2 separate regions of the Mus musculus genome follow, and region 2 is linked to region 1. Evidence: chromatin contacts called from public Hi-C data. All regions are on one chromosome and are shown on one strand. Each heading gives the region's core, a stretch centred on a gene start, on an enhancer-like site or on the middle of the called end of the contact. The rest is flanking DNA. Distances are from core to core; before and after follow the strand shown.

The links. A called contact is a pair of places that touch in the nucleus more often than the background predicts.
Region 2: a Hi-C map of CD8 T cells shows a contact between it and region 1, with 10 times the contacts expected there. The contact joins the promoter of Cops8 here to the promoter of Mff in region 1. A contact is called at or near these places in 2 of 484 Hi-C or Micro-C datasets (CD4 T cells and CD8 T cells).

The regions. Positions count from the first base shown.
Region 1 is chr1:82,721,631-82,728,257 of GRCm38.p6, reverse strand. Mff (mitochondrial fission factor) reads right to left here and starts at 3,368. Exons shown (of 9, transcript NM_029409.3): 1 at 3,174-3,368; 2 at 922-1,030. It overlaps C430014B12Rik (a long non-coding RNA gene), which reads left to right and starts at 2,337. Exons shown (of 4, transcript XR_865578.3): 1 at 2,337-3,471. Col4a3 (collagen, type IV, alpha 3) reads right to left here. Exons shown (of 52, transcript NM_007734.2): 52 at 6,199-6,627.
Region 2 is chr1:90,599,152-90,605,778 of GRCm38.p6, reverse strand. It overlaps Cops8 (COP9 signalosome subunit 8), which reads right to left and starts at 2,354. Exons shown (of 8, transcript NM_133805.3): 1 at 2,152-2,354; 2 at 1,334-1,404; 3 at 267-315. The coding sequence starts at 2,229.

The sequences.
Region 1 (6,627 bases), core at 2,119-4,618:
TGAAAAAAATGTCACTGACCTTCCTAGTGATGTCTCACTGCCCGTTTTCATACTCATTTTAACAGAGCAGACACACGTCTACAATAGCTACGGACACTGCTACCCTGCTGGTGTTTACTTTACACAACACTTCCCTACAGAGCTCAACTGTTTTTGGAGGTGTACATAACAACACGGGCACTGCTTTCCAGCTGTAAAAAAGAAAGAATAAAAATCAGTATTTCAACAATCATTTCATAAGAGAACTATGAATAAAGGTAGTGATTGACTTAAAATGGCTCCGTTTGAGAAACCATATTTTAAATGTTTCAACTGTCACTCCACGATACCTCATAGTCAGAAAGACAGTTTGAAGGACAGTCCCCATTTCATGATTCTGCAATCAGGGTAAATGAAAGTTCCATCATTCCATAGACAAATGTGTTGTCAGATGGGGAGAAGGATGGCTACCAGGAGACACCTTTAGCCATATTCCAATAGGTTATAAAAATACAAGGGTAAAAGGAAACCTGTTTGAGGCTGCCTAAAAATTTGATGTGTAAGTGATGGTTTCCTGAAAAGGAGGACAAATTACACCAAATTCCCAGAGAAGCATATTCTAAGTCAAGAGCAATACAGCACCACACACAGTACAAATGCCACTGTGCTGAGACAGAGGTATTCTGTAAACTTAAGGTTAAAGCAATATAGATGTCTTCATCATCGATTTAAAAAACAAACAAACAAATAAAACCAGAAACATACTCTATACCTTATGAGTATACTCCTTGGGGACTGCTTAGTGCGCTAAGCATAGTTGGACTATGACTCTCAACTAGTTTATTTCATTCTTTTTGCCCAAATGTCTGCTTTTTGAGGAACTGACACATACAGATGGCTTAAAGACTAAGAAAACAGAGACAAAGAGAAAATTTTACTTACAAATGTGAAACAACAGGCTTGCTATTTGGCACTATCTGCTTCTGTGCTTCATATTAACTCCTTAAATTGCTCCGATGCACATGTGCTAGGGTGAGAGCCACTTTTATCCCTGCGGGAGGAGAACAGCGACTGAGAAACTAGATGATACCGTTGTTAGGGACTTAGCTAGAAAATCTTTAAATAAAAGCCACAAAGATTTACAACTTTACACTAATAAACAAAGAATTTCAAAAGTACCAAATTTTGATGTCTTAGAACAGACAGTCACCATGTAAGGCAGCAGCTCTCAACCCGAGGGTCTCGACCCCTATGGTTGTTGAGTGACTACCACAGTGGTTGGACACTTTTGTGATATTTATAATACAATTCATGACAATAGCAAAATTGCAGTTATGAACTAACAACAGTAATAATTTTATAGTTGGTTACCACAAAATGAGGACTGTATTAAGACAATACTACTGCCTCAGTTTTTAGATTGTATGTTTCAATAAAACAGAGGAGGACCTAATTATTTTTTCTTTCTCATTAAAACTATGGTACTTTGGGTATTCTTTGGTAACAAATAAACTTAATTTGGGGCTAAGGTTTTACTCCCACGTCTTTGGTCATTACATGCTTGTTGTATACCTTGAGATAAATCTCCTTCAGACTCCTATCTGATACCACAGCTCCACTTTCTAGGCCACACCCAAACATCCGCAATGTTTTCCAATTTCATCGGGGTCCCGTACATTACACTCAATTTCTTCTTTAGGTTGGCTTTCATTTTTAAAAACACAAATCTATTTTTAAGGGACTATTTACCCTTAATTAATATTCACTACCTTTGAACCATAAACTTGCTGTACGCATATAAACATATGTAACAAAACCAAAACTATTTAAAAAAATTAAGTCGCAGTGAATCAAAGGTCTAATCTAAGAACTGCTGAAGCTCTGAGTCAAAACCTTGAAGATACACAGGCACAGGCAAGGACTTTCTGCAAAGGGCTCCGAGAGGCTGAGGAAACACCAGCAAGAACTGGCATCATGTAACATACAAACTTTCTGTAGAAATTAAGAGTAGAGAGATTCTACGGGATCTTTGTTGGGTAGTCATATGGCAGGGGGCTCACATCTAGAATTATATAAACAACCCAAAAACCTACTAAAGGGACCCCCCCCCCCCGTATCTATTAACAACAAAAATGTCACAACAGCAAGGAGAGAGTAACAGAAGAAACTTTGTAAATCTAAAATGAGGCAGCCCTATCAGACAGGAAGAGAGCTAACACAGTTCCTTCCAGTAGTTCAGTAAAAAAACATGTACTCAGAGACACCACTGAGGAGCTATCTCAATTCACAGGTCCTCGAAACCAAAAATTAGACAACCCGTTATCCACATATAAACACACATACACACCCCTCCTCAAGCAATCTAGTTGCGCTCAGAATACTAAATAGGGCTCAATGGTCCTACTTTCCCTAAAGGTTTTTCTTTGGGGAATCTCATTAGTAGCCAAAGCGACTGAGGGAGAAAGGAATGTTTCTCACCTGGGAAAAAGGGCATCCCCATTCACTGGCTCCCCGTGGGAGGCCTGCTTAGCATTATTGGGCACAAGTTTTAGTCTTCTGGAATTAGAGAGCACCACCAATTCAGAGACAGCGTTGCTCTTCCCAGAAAATGCGTCCTGCTCCTGAGCTAGTGGGACTGGGACGCTGGTTTGTTTGTTTGTTTCTTGTTTTTGTTTGCTTGTTTGTTTTGCAATGACAAGTTTTTAGCAAATGGAGGTCAGGGGCTATGGGGGACCTGGACCCCAGCTTAGCGTGGGGTGCGGGGGTATAGCCCGCAACGCCTCCAGCGAGCAAGGATGCTATGGCCAGCCCGGGGTCTCCCAAAGGCCTTTAGTTATACGGATTTTACACAAAACAAAGAGTTACTTTTAAACGCGACAGACTCAAGGTCAAACTGCGAGGTGCTTGGGCCCGTGGAAGAGATGCCCGAAAAAGCCCAGATCCAAACTCACAGGCTTCCTTCCGTTTCCTAACCCCAAACTAATAGGTGTTTTTCGTTTTGTCAGTAAAATTCGATTTTTGTTTCACAGAACAAGATGCGGAGGTAGAAACGGTGAAGAAGCCGGTCCCAAATATTTACAGGGCAGGGACCTGATGACGGGCCAAGGCCGGGGCCGCTCCGCCCAGTCTGGAGAGGGGTGTCACTGCCGCGGCGCTAGGCCCGGAGTCCTGCTTGGGGAGACTAGAGCACTCACCCTGGGCCTGCTGGAGAGTCCCCGGAGAGAGGGTCGCCGCCCGCCGGCTCCGGGGCACTCGGGTGAGCGCTCGCAGAGGCCGTTGACCGAGCGCACCGAGGCGCCCGGGCAAAGAAGCGGCGGAGCGGCCGCGACGGGCCGGGACAGACGCGAGAACGGCCAGGACTGACCCCTTCCAGGAGCCGTAGCGGAAGTAGGTTTCTGGTCATGTGACGAGAGAAGGGCGGATGTTGCATGCAGGCTCCTGAGACGTCGACGCGGAGCCATTTTTGTCGTGGGCAAAGTACTTCCGTCTCAGGTGATTCCTGTTGAGGGGGTTTCTAGACTTTGCGATCTTTAAGAACCTTGCGTTTGCAGGTAAACTGGTAACCTGTTTTAAAGGAACGCCTGAATAAAAATTCTTATGGTGGCCCGCGAATTTGCATATATAACTAAATATTGGAAGTAATTCTTCAGCAGTCTAATTGTGATTTCCCTAAAACTTACAAATTAAGAATCCGAGAAAAGGGGAAGCTGAATTGGGTTTCAAGATAGTAGGGGTCAGAAATCTCTTTCAAATCTAAACACCCAACTTGTGGCTCCCCTCTGGAAGGCAAGAACCATACTTGCTCATAGAAGGATAGACGGGAAGCCAAATCAGGAAATACGACGTGTGCCTCTATTTTCATAACCTAGCAACTTCACCCACTGTTTCTCATCCTTGGTGACAACCAACCAGGGTTAAAGAATTTTTTTTTTTACAATCTGTTCCATATTATAGTTGAGCCTGGTGCCACACTCTTGAAATCCCAGTATTAGGGACTTAGGAGCTAGAAGCTATAGGATCAAGAGTTCCAGACCAGCCTCAGCTAAGTATTGAGTGGAAGGCCTGTGTCATTATCTATATCAAACATACACACTCTTTTTTTTTTAAACAGTAAACACCTTGATACTTTAAAAAAAAAGATTAATTTATTATTATATGTAAGTACACTGTAGCTTTCTTTGGACACACCAGATGAGGGCGTCAGATCTCATTACGGATGGTTGTGAGCCACCACGTGATTGCTGGGATTTGAACTCAGGACCTTTGGAAGAACTCTTAACCACTGAGCCATCTCTCCAGGCCCATACATGCTCTTTTTCTTGTGGTTATTTCCTACTAATAGAGTCTAACATGTTTATATTGGTTTAAATATATGTAATCTAGAAACAGTTTTAAGTGTTTGTGAGGATGTGCATAGGTTATCTGCAACCATCAATTTTATATAAGAGACATAAGCTTGTGGATATGAGCTGTGATTCTAGAACAAATTTCTCACTCCCTTGTGCAAAGGAAGAGTATTTACTCAAGTGATATAGTCTTGAATCTAAAAATACTTCCAAAGTCAATCTTTGGCTCATTCTTATAACTACAGTTCTAAGGAACCAGAAGTAAGAGGGTGGGAGGATTGCCAGCACTACACAATGAACCCTGACTCAAAACAACAACAAAAACCCAAACAAAGAAAATCTCAGATGATCCCCCAGAAGTGTTATTTTCCTTCAAAATAATGTGTCAAACTTTCTGAATTTCATTCTTGTGTGTCCTTCCTAATATTGGTTTAAGATAAGCAAAATTTCCCTTTACCTTCTGAAGGTCTCAGTGAGACCCCAATTAAATTGGCATAAAACAGCAGGTGAACAGAATGGAAGCATACACTTTTAATTAGTAATTTTTGCTTGTATGTTGGAATATTGAAAAATGAAGACACAAAGAAGTTCTTAGGATCTATAATCTGTATCAGAAGCTGACCATTGTAGTAAATTGTAAAAATGTGAGAAGACACTTTTTAAGTGTCTTTGTCTCAAAATAATCTTTATTTCAAAGGGGCCTACTGTGGGTGGTGTGTCCTGCTAATTTATAGTGACAAGTAATCCTCCTTTACGGACAGATTAAATAACATTATCCTGTCATTCCAAGTCAAGGCCTTTGGGGGTAAGTATGGATAAGCTAGGTAAGCCATACATTATCAAGACTTTTAAATGTGTTCTCTCCCTCTCACTCATCCCTCTTTCTCACCCCTCTTCCTCTCCCTCTCCTTTTTTCCCCTTCTCTCTCCTTTCTCTCTCTTATCCCTCCCTTTCCCCATGGCAACTTCCTTGTCCTCAGTCCTTGGCACCAGTGAACTCACCCATTTGCCGGACAGCATCTTCCCAATAAACCTGTCTTTAATCTAATCTAATCTGGTTTAAATGGGTTGATTTCAGCAGCAGCAGAGAAATAACCTATCAAGGGTCTTATTGCTCCCTTACACTTCTTAAATGTTGCAGACTTCTTTTTCTTTTGTCCCTAGCCCTTTCTTTTCAAAGTTTTGAAATGACTTTTAAATAAAGATCCATAATTCAGTTATCAAACCCAGGTCTTCTTCTGTAACCCTGATTTATCATTTATCTTTGGGCATCATGTGAGTCTATTAAACAAGACAGTGTTTCATAGAATGTCAGAGCACCTAATAGTGTGTGATACAGTCTTAAATGAAAAGTTATGTGGCATGAATGGTGCTTCTTCCATGCACATGGAAGTCTATTCCTTCTTGTGTCCTGTATTATAGATTCATGATGGGTCTTCCTTTTCTTCTCTCACTCATGTGTACATTTCTGTTTGTGACTTAATGCCATTGGCTTTTTCTATAACCTCATAATATATAAAACCAAATAATCTCATCCACTTAGTTTAGCTTCATCCTGATGCATGACTTCTAGCCATTGCTACTTAGGTTTCCCATTAGGGATTAAACCCTGATAGGTTTTACCTTATTTCCCCTTTTCAACTCAGACATTCTTCAGTTACTGTTTCTCGTTTATGGCAAGGTTACTTTTTTAGGCATCAAGATTCAGAATACTATAGTTATCTCTTACTATCTTAATTTGATGGTTATTTTCGGTGAAAATTAGTATTCTTTGATATTCTTCTTAATTTCAAAGTTGTGTATTGCTTTATAGTGACTATTATTTTTACAGTCCAAAATAAACTATCTTCCACTAGAAAAAAAACCCAAAATATGATAGAATTGTTCCTTTTCTTTTATTTTGACAAAACAATAGAACTTTAGTTATATTTACAGAAATATTAGTACATTGTAATACATTATAATTTTGTCAGGATATAACAATATAAAATATTTGATATATTTTAAATAAATTTCAAGTGGTTATTGAGAAGAATATTAAATTAAGTTTAGTGGTAGCAAGCTACATTTGAAATATAGAAAACCTTTGTAAAATTAACAATAAAATTCAAATTTAAACATTTTTAATACTTTTATAAATAAATTAATAATGTGTTATCTTGCAAAAAAAGAACAATTGACAAGTTGGTTGTTTTAGCACACTGTGAAACTCCAAAGTTGAAGCACCAAAATTGAAACAAACGTTTTGTTAATCAGTTAAAAATGTTGAAAGATTTATTTGTATTTATGTGGCAGTGCCTGTG
Region 2 (6,627 bases), core at 1,105-3,604, 7.9 Mb before region 1:
TTACAGCAAATCAAGTAGTCTGCTGAAATGCCTCAGCCCCTCAGCCCCCTCTGTACCGAACTGGCCAGTTCACATCAGCATGGCAGGCCTTGTGAAACCATCAGCACATGAACCATTCCATTAGAGAAACAGATGGTTTGGAACTTTAACCTTCACTTAACAACGGTTCCTGTGATATATATGGGAAAGAAAGAGGACTTGTAGGCTGTCATTTAAGTAAATGCCAGTATTCTAAAAGCAACAGGGGACACCGCAGGATTACTTACAGACTTTATAGCAGGTGGTATCCTCTTCCACAGATATCTTGCATTATTCCTGATTTACACAAAGATGAGTTACAAAATAGTCACCTCAGTCAATACATAAAATTACAGGCCGAAACACCAAAACAGGCCATGGCACAACTCAGTTTTATATGAATTTGTTGAGGAAAAGCAATTAAAAAAAAAAAAAAAAAAGGAGGACATGAAATAACCTTTTCCCAGGTTAATTAAAAAAATTTTTTTTAGGAGTTCTTTTTAAACTAACAATTCAGATCCTAAACCATAACAACACATTCAAACCACAGACTTACACACAACCACTCAGGTACAAACAATGTGTCCATTTCGAGGCTTTGGGTATCCCTCGCAATACAGGCATACACTGTGCTGTTATAATCTGGAGCCCTTCTCCTAGTGAGTCGTAAGACACACGATTATATGTATAATGAAGAAACTCAGTGTAGTTTCTGTAAAAATATCACAGTAGGTTTGGAACTGCACCAGGCCTCTATTCTCTAGCCCTCTCAAGCTCCTGCCTCCCACCCAGGAAGACTAATTCAAACATGTCTACCTCCCCTGGTTCTCCCAGTGTTCCTTCCCAGCCCCAGCTTTTTTGCTCCTACTGAGTACATATACAGTTGCTTTGGTTTTATTTGTTTGTTTGTTTAGATAGGGTTTCTCTGTGTAGCCCTGGCTGTACTGGAGCTGGACCTATAGACCAGACTGACCTCAAACTCAGAGATCTGCCTGCCTCTGGCTCCCAAGTGGGAGGATTAAAGGTGTGCGCCACCACCCAGTTTCTGAGTAAATATAAGTAAAAAGAAAAAAAAAACATGATTTTTTTTTTAAACTCCATTGGTTCTTGATGCTAATTTCTCACAAGAACTTACCATGTTTTTAGGTGTATGTAAGACATACACGACAAGAAAAATATCGAGCTTATTTATTCTTAATTATGACAAAAAGGGAAACAGATATAACAGGATTACAGTAAAAGACACCTATCTGCTGCATGTACTCCTGCATCATCTCAAGGAAGCTTTTCGTTTTAGGTAAAAGGTGCTACTTACATGTCGTTCTGGAGCAAGTACAAAGCTAGAAGCTGACCGTACACTGGCGGTGTGGCAATTCCTCCAGGAGCCTAGAGAGCGAAAAAAGAGGGGAAAGCCTCACTTCCTAATACACTTTCAGAAAAGAGAAAATGAAAACTTAAAAAGTAAGTTTTCCAGCACTACTATAGATGCAGAAAAATGCTTAGGGAAGTATCAAAGGTTAAAACCTGAGTTTAGATCTGTTGTGAGCTGTCATTTATCTGCAGTTGGATATCAGTTTCTTTCCATAGTCACAAATATGTAAGTGACATTACCTCGGAAGGTCAGGTCTCAAATTAAAAAAAAGGGGGGGGGGACTACTTCCAACAGGTTCTTAATGCACTATTTTTCTGGCCGTTATCTTAAAAGCTTAAGTAAGCTTAAGACAGAAGACTACCAAAAGGTAGTTATAGAGGCCTGTCTCTCTTCAATCTTTATTCATTCAGCAAGGTCTGCTAAAGGCTCATCCGCAAGCTGCTGCTGTCTCCTTTAGTCCGTGAGCCCCCGCCCTCCCTTTTTTTTTTCCTTTTTCTTTCTTTTTTATTTTTATTTTTTATTTTTGGGGTTTTCATAGTTCAAGCTGGCTTCGAATTCACCGGCAATCCTCTCGCCTCCGCCTGACGTGTGCCCACCGGAGTCCTGTGCCACTGCGCCCAGCCTATTTAGCGAACTTAACTTAACGTTACAAATGGAAGCAGCATCTCTTGATGAACCCGGAGTGTGCGCCCCGCAGGCCGCGGCCCGGCCCGTTACCCTGGAAACGGCGCCCACCCGACCGCCCCACCCTGCGGCGCTACCTCGAGTTCCTGGTTCTCGCACTGATCCAACAGCTTTCTGAAACTGAAGGCGTTGTCCGCCATCACCGCCACTGGCATCTTCCCGGCCGCTCTCGCCGCCACCACCTCTGCCAGACCAAAGCACAAGCTGGCCCTCGGGGCGTCGCGCCCGCGATGAGGTAAAGGAGCTGCCTCTCAGTACGCATGGGCGAGCGTGTCGTCACTTCCCGAGCGACGCCGTAGCGGAATACAAGGGCGGCGAGCGCTCTGCCCCAACGTCTCGGTGCTCTGGAGGACCCGCCCCAGGCTAGGACGAACCGGCTTTCTGAGTCAGAGCCCTGCGATCCGGAAGGGTTCGGCTGCGGCTCGGATTATCCGCACGGGGAAATGATAACGGGACTACATTTTTCCACAACCAAAGTTGCCGTGGGAGAACAGTAAAACCGTTGGACCTCCACGTGTTTCGAGAGCGCTGAACTGTACTTCTTCTAAGCTAAAGTGTTACATACAAGTCCAAGAAACTCCAAACCTGAAACTCTTCTTGGTTTGGGTTATGCACACACCCCTCTTCTAACAATTCACTTAGCAGCCTGACTCTCACCTACACCTACTATGCGCACGCGCACGCGCACACACACACACACACACACACACACACACACACACACCTTTTTCTGAAAAAAAAAAAAAAAAAATCACCTAGCAATTGTCAGCAAACCAGGACCCCTGTTCACAACCTGCATGGAACTGCATGCAGACAAACCCTCTCCAAGTAATGGGATAAGTTTCTTCGCTCTCTGCGGACCATCGAACAGATTCTATTCAGTAATAATCCAGTTAGGTGCATTATGAGGCCAGGAGGTCTGATCTAGCCTGAATTGGTTTTAGGTGCCTGCCCAGGAGGGTGAACCATGTCTTCTAAGTGAATTTGCTGAGAGAAACTCCTATTTACTGTCTTCTGCCTGTGCGTGCTTGTGAACGCTTTTGATTAAAATCAAATACATTTTAATAATAAAATTATTTAATAAAATTCAATAATTTTACATATTGAGACATGCACAATAGAAAAGGGAGGTAACATAACTAAATTGTTTTTTCTGTTTTTGTTTTGTTTTTGGTGTGTGTGTGTGTGTGTGTGTGTGTTTTGGTTTTTCGAGACAGGGTTTCTCTGTATGGCCCTGGCTGTCCTGGAACTCACCCTGTAGACCAGGCTGGCCTCTGCCTCCCAAGTGCTTGGATTAAAGGCTTGTGCCACCACTGTCCGGCAAAATTTTTCAATCAAAACAGAATGCAGTGCTCCTTAGCAATAAGACTCCTCTCAAAGCTCATAAAAACCCCAAACAGTAATTGGGGCTCTAGAGTATGCTGGCTCATGTGGCCAGCGGTCACTCTTGACAGCATATTTCTTTCTGATCTGTAGTATGGCTTTGCTTTTGCATAAAGTTTCCTTGCTACTTTGCAAACCTGGGTGCCTGAATTTCAGTTCTGGGCATGAGAGGTAAAAACACCCAGCCAGACCCTAGTCAGTGCTCAGACACAGCAAGCAATGGTCCGGACACCACACCTGCCCCCTGCTGTCTTCTCTGGCAGAACTGGAGACTGGAACACAGGCCTCGTGCATAGTTTTAGCACTGAGCTGTGCCCCCGGGTCTCCTTTTACTTACTGGTAGACAAGGTCTTACTAAGTAGCCCAGGCTGGCCTTGAACTTTTGGAAAAGCTCCAAACCTAACTCTCACTTCTCTCTCTGCCTGCCTCAGGCTCAGCAGACCAGCACAGTGTTATCACCTGTGTACCTGTGTACATCTCATGTGCGCGTGCACACATACACACATACACAGACACACACAGACACACCAGAGACACACACAGAGACACACAGACACACATACACACAGACACACACAGACACACACAGACACACACACACACACACACACACACACACACACAAGGTGAGTGAAGTCTTTCTAGCCTGGGCCAGTGGTGTGCCCGACCTTTCCTGGTCTCCTGATAAGCAAGTCCCCCTTCACTATTCCCTGCCCAACGTCTTTTCTTTGAAGCACACACCATACCTTTTTGTTCTTCTGCTCAAACGCATGTGAACAAAAGTTCCCATAAAGAAGCTATCCCTTACAGACTAATTGACTGACTGATTAACGTTTCAGGGGTTGGGAAGAGGTTGGGGGGTTGCAGGTTCATAGTATAATGGTACTTTATCCTGGCCTGTCTTCTGTTCCCTTGACAGCTAGCCCTTGCCCAGGTGTGTCTGACCTAATAGCCTTCTGACTGTTGAGCGAAACCATTTGAAATATCGTAACTCTATGGGCTCCTCCCTCCTTGGAACTGTGTACACATTGCTTACTCAATTATGCTGTGACTCACTTTCCTCCTGTGATATGGAGGCCTGCTGACCCTGTGCCATTTTTTCCCCCAGGAAGTTTTATGCTTGGAGTATGGAAGTCAACATTGGCATATAAAAGCAAGGAGCCTGGAAACCCCCTTCCCCACAAGGTTGACATACAGCAGAGTCCTGGCCAGCAGAATGTATGCACAGTCTGTGGTTAATGCACACTGAGCCTTTGACCTTTCTCCAGCTCTGCCCCACTTCATCTCTCAGAAGTGCATTTTTGCCTTACTGAACTCTCTCTTCTACTGTTCCTATCCACATGTCTCTGTCTATATCCTTGTTTAGGGACTTAAGAACCTAGAAATCTCTGGGAGTGCCCAGCAGACCCCATATTTGCCTATAACACTGGTGTACTGAATGCTATATGGAAAGGCAGTAGACATTCTTATGACAGATTTCCCTCAACTTGTGTGTGCTCTGTTTTCTTAATGTTCATCACTGGTAAAGCCCACATTTTAGATAAACATATTAAACAGTTGAAGACAGTAACAGCCAATGCTGATGATTTCAGTGTAATAGAGATTCCTGTTTAGAAACAATTATGTTTAAAGTTCTAGTTATAAAGATTAGGGGATGGAGAGATGGCTTGGCAGTAAAAGCACATGGTTCTCTTGAAAAGGACCTGAGTTTAGTTCCTACCACCCACTTCAGGAAGCTCGAAAAGCAATTGCCTATAACGCCAGCTCTGGAATCCATCACCTCCGAACTCCAAGAGTGCTGGTGCCCCTGCACACACACACACACACACACTCAATAATAATAAATAGTTTTAAATAAGATATAAAGATTTTTTAAAAGAGTTAAATATTTTCCAAGTCCTTAAGGAATTGCCATTACGTTGTAATTCTGATCTTTAAAAATCCACCAGAGAGTTCATGTGTTCGTTTAGGTCCCACCTGCGCACTCTTGGGGGCTGTTGGAAGCTTTAGGAGGTGGGAACTGGTGGTGGGATCTTGGAGTCACTGGGAGCATTTCTTTGAAGGGGATAGTGAGACAACAGCCCCTCCTCCCTTTCTCTGTTTCACTCCTGGCCATGAGGGGAGTTACATTGCTCCATCACAAGATACCATGAGCATATGCTTCCAGAGGCCAAAAAGACTATGCATCCAAATATGCCTTCTCTCATTATGAGATGCTTATCTCAGCTCTTTTATTATCACGATGGAAGTCACACTAACACACAGCATCAGCTAGGGGAGCACGTGGCTACCATAACCAGAGGGATGCGAAGAGATAAAGTAGCAGGGCTCTATCTACAGCTGCAAAGAAGAAGTGGGCTCTGATTACGTCATTTAGAGATCATGTACATAAAGCTGAGGACCAGGATTTAAAAGATCAGTATGTGGTGATGATCTCCCAGTCTGGTTGAGGCTATGAAAAAAGTGTGGGCCCCTGAGGATGCAGGTCTGGATGGTAGCCATGGCCCCCAAGTCTTCCAAGTACAGAGCCATCTCTACTTCCTCCAGCTCTTCTCACAGGGAGGTGTGGTCACTAGAAGGCTAAAAACCTTATCAGGGTAGCTGATTCAGAGCTCTGCACTTTTTACCACTTGATCTATTTCAAAAATCTGCTCCATTCTGCTCCATTCTGGAGTGATTGAAAATGCATGAGACCCTGGAAGAAGAGATCTTCCACAGGCTCCCATACCACGACAGATCTCTATTTGCTTCAGGACCAGAGTTACCTCATCTGTTCCTGATGCCATGTGCCAGGTGTGATCTCAAAGGAAGGCAGAAGGAACAGTCAGCGAGTGGCTGGCTCTCTGCCACAGCTCTTCTGTCCCCTCTGTCCTCAGATGACTCCATCCTGTCATGACAACAGGAAGCAGGGGATGCCTGGGCTGGGAGTCTGAGGACAATATGTGGAAAGAACCATTTATGGGAGTGTCAGCAGGATGCTGGACAACTGTAGGAGACACACCCCAGAACTAGTCAGAGTGTGACACCACGACCACTCTACACTGTTCAGGGGGTGGTCTGCTTCTGGGAGGGGAGCAGCAGGCACCTCTGGAACTGTCCTCAGATCATTACTAATGACAACTGGTTCTAAGGAGTCTCAGTCCAAGGAAATGATCTTAAAGGGATAGAGC